Regions from separate parts of the Oryzias latipes genome. Here region 2 is linked to region 1. A link is a contact called in public Hi-C data. All regions are on one chromosome and are shown on one strand. The core of a region is the stretch at or near the end of the contact, and the rest is flanking DNA. Distances in the headings are between cores, read along the strand shown. Region 1 holds the start of irx3 (iroquois-class homeodomain protein IRX-3). Region 2 overlaps fto (alpha-ketoglutarate-dependent dioxygenase FTO).

Evidence for each region. A called contact is a pair of places that touch in the nucleus more often than the background predicts.
Region 2: a Hi-C map of fibroblasts shows a contact between it and region 1, with 5 times the contacts expected there. The contact joins the enhancer-like site here to the promoter of irx3 in region 1. A contact is called at or near these places in 3 of 5 Hi-C or Micro-C datasets (embryo and fibroblasts).

The regions. Positions count from the first base shown.
Region 1 is chr3:29,354,943-29,357,709 of ASM223467v1, reverse strand. irx3 (iroquois-class homeodomain protein IRX-3) reads right to left here and starts at 1,324. Exons shown (of 2, transcript XM_011493347.3): 1 at 804-1,324; 2 at 1-279. The coding sequence starts at 1,022.
Region 2 is chr3:29,492,585-29,495,284 of ASM223467v1, reverse strand. fto (alpha-ketoglutarate-dependent dioxygenase FTO) reads left to right here. Exons shown (of 10, transcript XM_011493353.3): 7 at 190-309. Among protein-coding and RNA genes, the nearest start is that of fto, 40 kb to the left of the region's middle. Within about 2 kb of position 1,259, at least 2 of the 8 cell types and tissues checked have an H3K27ac peak or open chromatin away from gene starts, as enhancers often do.

The sequences.
Region 1 (2,767 bases), core at 75-2,574:
CTTTAGCCTCCTCCTGGCGTTGGCGAACCAGGTGGACACCTGGGTGAGGGTCATTTTGGTGATGATGGCCAGCATGATCTTCTCGCCCTTGGTTGGGTAGGGGTTCTTGCGGTGCTCACTGAGCCAGGCCTTCAAAGTGCTGGTGCTCTCCCTGGTGGCATTTTTGGGTCTGGACGGGTCACCGAACTGATATTGACCATATGGGTAAAAAGCGGGGTGGTGGTGGGCAAACCCGGGGTGCTGGACGCCGGGACTGTCTTTCAGTTCATACTGAGCCCCCTGCAAAGACAAAGAGCCAGAGGGGTTAGCAAGAACATAAGACACTTACTTTGGAATTGTTTAGCAGGAGAAAATAATCATGTGAAATGATGATTCAAAGGAATAAAACTGCACGAACTTCTACTAAGAAAGTAAACATTTAATGAATTTATTTTTTAAATAAAATCTCTGATAAATAAATCAATATTTGGACTAAATTGAATTTTTTTAAGCCAACACTTCACTTTTCCCTTTAACTTTCGTAGATGATTGTCTTTGTGGAAGGCTGGTACTTCAGTAGCAGACTGTACCATTTTCTTAACTCGTTGTTAGCATTTCTGGAAATTATGCACAAAGCAGAAACGTTACGCTCGACGTGTTAATGCGTCACTTTTTAACAGCCAATTTTCTCAAAACGACAAAGTTCAGTGCTCCGAAAGTTTGGCCAAGAAATGCGCACCGGAAAAAAAAAGAAAAGTTCCACTTATTTTCAGCAGAAGTTGAGGAGAAACTTAAGAGGAGACAAAAAAGAGAGAGACACTCACCAGCTGGTTGAAAATAGATATATCGTTTGTGTAAGGGAGGAAGGCTCCGTAGCCCTGCGCGGCTGCGGCGAAAGGAGATCCGTACATAGTGGAGAGGACGTTGGAGAGTGCGCCAGACGGACTGAGCTCTGTCCCAGCTCGGGCATTGCTGGCGATCCCTTGGCGCTCCGGCGGGTATATCGGTCGGATGTACTGATATCCCAGCTGAGGGAAAGACATGTTGGTGGCAAAAAAGAGGGAAAAGTCTGCTGCAACCTCACAAAGCAATGGAAATTGCCTCGATATCCACTTTTACAGTGTGAGCATGTGCGCAACAAAAGGTGCAAGCACGGGAAGTCTATATTTCCTCGGGAACAGCCAGTGTAAACGATCCGGTTGCGCCCCTTATTTCTTCCTCCTTTTCTTCTTTCCACCCTCACTTCCCTATTGATCTGGATGGACTAAGGTCAGGTCCTTACAGATTGCTTTAGATTATTGGGACTCCCTTGCTCAGATTGACATTTCTAGTCGTTTAGAAGCCCCTCCTATTTCTCAAATCTCACCCCTCTGCTACAAACTGCACACCAAACAGCGCGCGCGTTCTCTCTCTCTTCTTCCCTCCCTCTGCTCCTTCCATTCCTCCCTCCCTCCCTCCCTCCTTCTTTCTCTCCCTCAGATAAGTGCAGACGTAGCGAGCTCTTATTTGAATGGAGTTTCAAATCTCATTTTATGGATCGCCAATCTATTTCATGCGCTAAATGAGCGCCTGTCCCGTCACCGTTTTTCGGGAGGACATTTGGACATTTTTGCCACAAAAGCTAAAAAAAAAAGTTTTAAGATATATATTTTAATTATTTTAAAATGATTTTTTAAATTATAAAACTCTTATGATTTAAATAAAAAAAATAAAAAAAGGATACATGTCATTTCTTAAAATAAAAAAAGTATATTTGTAAGTACATATAAAATAAAACATGTACCACAAAAAAAACCAAAAAACTAATAGTAAAAACTTCCAAAAAATCTATCTGGTCCAGAATCTCACCTTTCCCCTTTCTTTTCCATGATCCCCCTGTTCCTCTGCTGCAGTTTGGAGGAGTCACGGACCCGCGCAAAAGCGGAGAAAAGTCCTTCTTTAATTTGGGACATCAAACGGCTCGCGTGCAAGCGCTCGACATCAAAGAGAGCCGTTGATGGGCACGTGACGCCGTTAATGAAGAGTCGGTGTAATGTGGCGACAGTGATAGCCTGACTGATAAACATTTCAGTGGATTGGGATGGAAACATGTTTATTCTGGGAAACAACATTAAGATTCCAAGTAACTTAAATCAATAGAAAAATACAAATATTACAATAATAATAATAATAATAATAATAATAATAATAATAATAATAATAATAATAATAATAATAATAATAATAATAATAATTCGTGACAGATTGTTCCACGCACGGCTTAGATTCAGAAATAATTTGGGGATATTAAAAGTGCTACATGGTTGATCTTCTGAAGAACAACACGCTCTTTCAGACAGAGCGCGATTTGAAAATTTGGAGGCAACCTGGTCTTTCTTGTAAATAATGCGGATTAAAACAAAACAAGAGAGTCAGAATTGAATTTCCATGAATCAAAAAGTGTGTGTGTGTGTGGTGAAGGGTAATCATAATCGCATTTCGACCCGTCTTTGTATCAGCATCTGCTTTGTTAATCGTTTGCAAAACAAGCGCAGAAGTTAAATTATTATTTCACGCACCGTATCCGGATCTAAGCCTCAGAGTCTTATTGACAGCGCCATCAAATCCCATCAATCTCAGTTCAGGTCTGATAAAACCATCAGGTTTTCCAAGAACCCTGAACTTGTCTAAACCTTTAATCTGCTTTGGAAGCCGATAGTTATCATTGTCTGGGAGGGATAATAGCAGCTATAATTTCTCATATGAAGCTACCCATAAGGAAACGCCTTGCTTCAGTAAAACTGTCCTA
Region 2 (2,700 bases), core at 10-2,509, 140 kb before region 1:
CTTAGGAAATGTAAATGTTTTTGAGTGCATATATGTATTTGCCATACAGAGAAATACAAATACTTTACCTGGTGATTTGTAAAGTTGTCCTGGTTTCTACTAACAGCAAGAAACGCTGTGTCTAAGGGGCCTTTTTGTCTTGTGTGTTTTTGTGTGTGTACGTGCATGATCGCGTGTGCCTTTACGCAGGTGGAGTTCGAATGGCTGCGACAGTACTGGTTTCAGGGCCAGCGTTACACACGCTTCTGCAGCTGGTGGAGCGGACCGATGGAGCAGCTGGAGAAAGACTGGAGGCTCATGGAGAAGATGGTAAAACTCTTCAGACACACAGCCGCCTTTCCTCTAAATATTTAAAAACTTTTTTTTTTCTGTGCAGTTTAAATTCAAAAGGCATTTTTTTCATAGATAAAAAATATATATTATGTTAGCCACCTTGATAAAAAAACGACAGTCTGCAAATATAGAGGAAAAAAAAAGTGCAACTTATAAAATCAGCTTTAATATTTTTAAAAGATGTACGGAGAAATATGAGTGAGTTAATAAGATGACTAGATGAGGCAGAAACATACAGTTAATATCATATTTTAATCCTAAAACAAATAATTAATCATGACATGAACTTTTGTGATATTTAAAGAAAAAAAGGATGTATTTCTTTTTACCCAAAGCACTTATTGCTAAGATGAAGATGGGTTTTATGATTTTTCAACATTTTCTCCAGTTGTAATAAATCCTCTCAGATTTCAAAACACCCAACGTGTCTAAACTTTTGCGTCTTGCTTAAACTAGATTCATGATCAGCCTGCGCTTTAACTGACAGTATGGATTTTGTAACTTCTCGTCGTGTTGCATCAGTGAGGACGTGTAATCCATTCACCTGCCTTCTATGGATATAAAAAATTATGTATATGCATTGTAACTCACGGTCATAAAGACTTCCGCTGAAATATCCAACTCATAAACAAGTCACAGATGTTTTCGGAACATCGATGTTGCAGATTCCTGCCTGATCTAACTGTCACTCTCCACCCAAAGGCTCTCTATACATTCTTTCCTTCTTGGTGAATAGGTGTCAAAGAGTTTATGCTCCAGGGCTTATGCTGAGAGGAAACAGGCCGTGTTTGAACAGCTAGGAAGTGGGAGCAGCAGGGGGCACTCTTGTACCACTGTAGCTGCAGCCGGGGAGAGAAGCTGCTCTCCTCTTCCTCCCTCTCTGTCTCCTCGCACTCCTGCCGCCTCTGGGAGCTCTTCGTCTCTGTCAGTGCCGAGCGCTGAGCAGTAATCACATCTAATGCTCAGGCGGGGATAAAGACAGGGGCTGCAGGAGAACAGTGCCGCTGCTGGCGACGCTGCTCAGCTCCAGTCGCAGCCTCTCTCGCGCACAGCGGAACAGCCTGGTGGAGGGTGGCGGCGGTGGTGGTGGTGGGGGGGGGGGGGGGGGTTAAGTAGACACAGACTAAACTCATCTTGAGCTCCACCTCTGGGCCCAGATGAAGGCTGCGATTCGGACCTGTTTTTAGAAAAAGAGCTTCAGTAAAATGTTTTCCTGTGTCCGTCCTTTCTCTTGTGTGAGTGCTGTGCACTTTTGTGCTAAACTTCTCTTCTTCAGTTTTGTGTAAACTTGCAAACACTAAACCAAATTAAGAATAAACCCTTTTTTTTGTGTTTCCCATTACAAAGTCATCCATAATTTATGACTCTACATGTAACTTAAAAAAAAATACTTTAACCCCAACCCACTTTATTAATTTAGTTAACACAAAAAGGTCATTATCCAAAAAAAGAAACTGTCTTTCGGACAAATTCATATTGAATTGATGCAAAAACAATGGAGTGCTGAGCAGAAAAAAAGAATGATGTACGATGTGATGAAAGACAACGTTATTGCCTTTGCTGGCAATATTTACATACATGCATCGACCTCTGATGTGCTGATGAAAAGCACTTCGCAGACACGACTTATCGATTTCCCTTTTTGCAGGTTCTGATAGCTTATTAGATGTTAGATTAAAAGACATTTTTCCAAATGACTTTGAGTCATTCAAATGAAGCGACTCTCCCCTCTTTGTGGTCTTTATTGCAAAACTGTTACTTCTGAAGCCGTCAATTGACAGCATAGTGTAATTTAGTGAAATACAAGTGACCCGCTGTGTGCAGATGCTGTTTACCATTCATTCATTTTGATATTTCCGTTGCCTGCAGAGTTTATTTTAATACTGCCTTATTTTTTTGTCAAATCTGATATCTGCGTGGGTATTTTAAAATAACAAATATATGTCTATTTAAATAGGCTTTATAAAGTGACAATGTATTGTTTCATATGGTGCGCTGTAGCAATAAAAGAGCCTATTGTTTTATCCTGCTAAAATAGTAATACAAACCGCCAGGCTTCCTCTCTTTATTGTCATATTTAGCAGCAGTGCTGCAGAATGCGCCGGGCTGCGTTTGTTAGTCCGTATGAAGAATATTGCAATATTGGGGGACTAGCTCCTGTTTATAGATACTGTCTCTCCCTGGGGCTGGCTCTCTGCTCCTCATGCTGTTGTCATGCAAATGTTCATCCTTCCATTTGAATGACATTCTGATAAAATACATAAATAAATATAGAAGAATGGGAAACACTGGCTTGCTGGCATCTTTACGGCAGCTCAGCTCAATCTTTTTTCTTCTCCTTTTTTTTCCTGATTTTCTTCCCTTGAA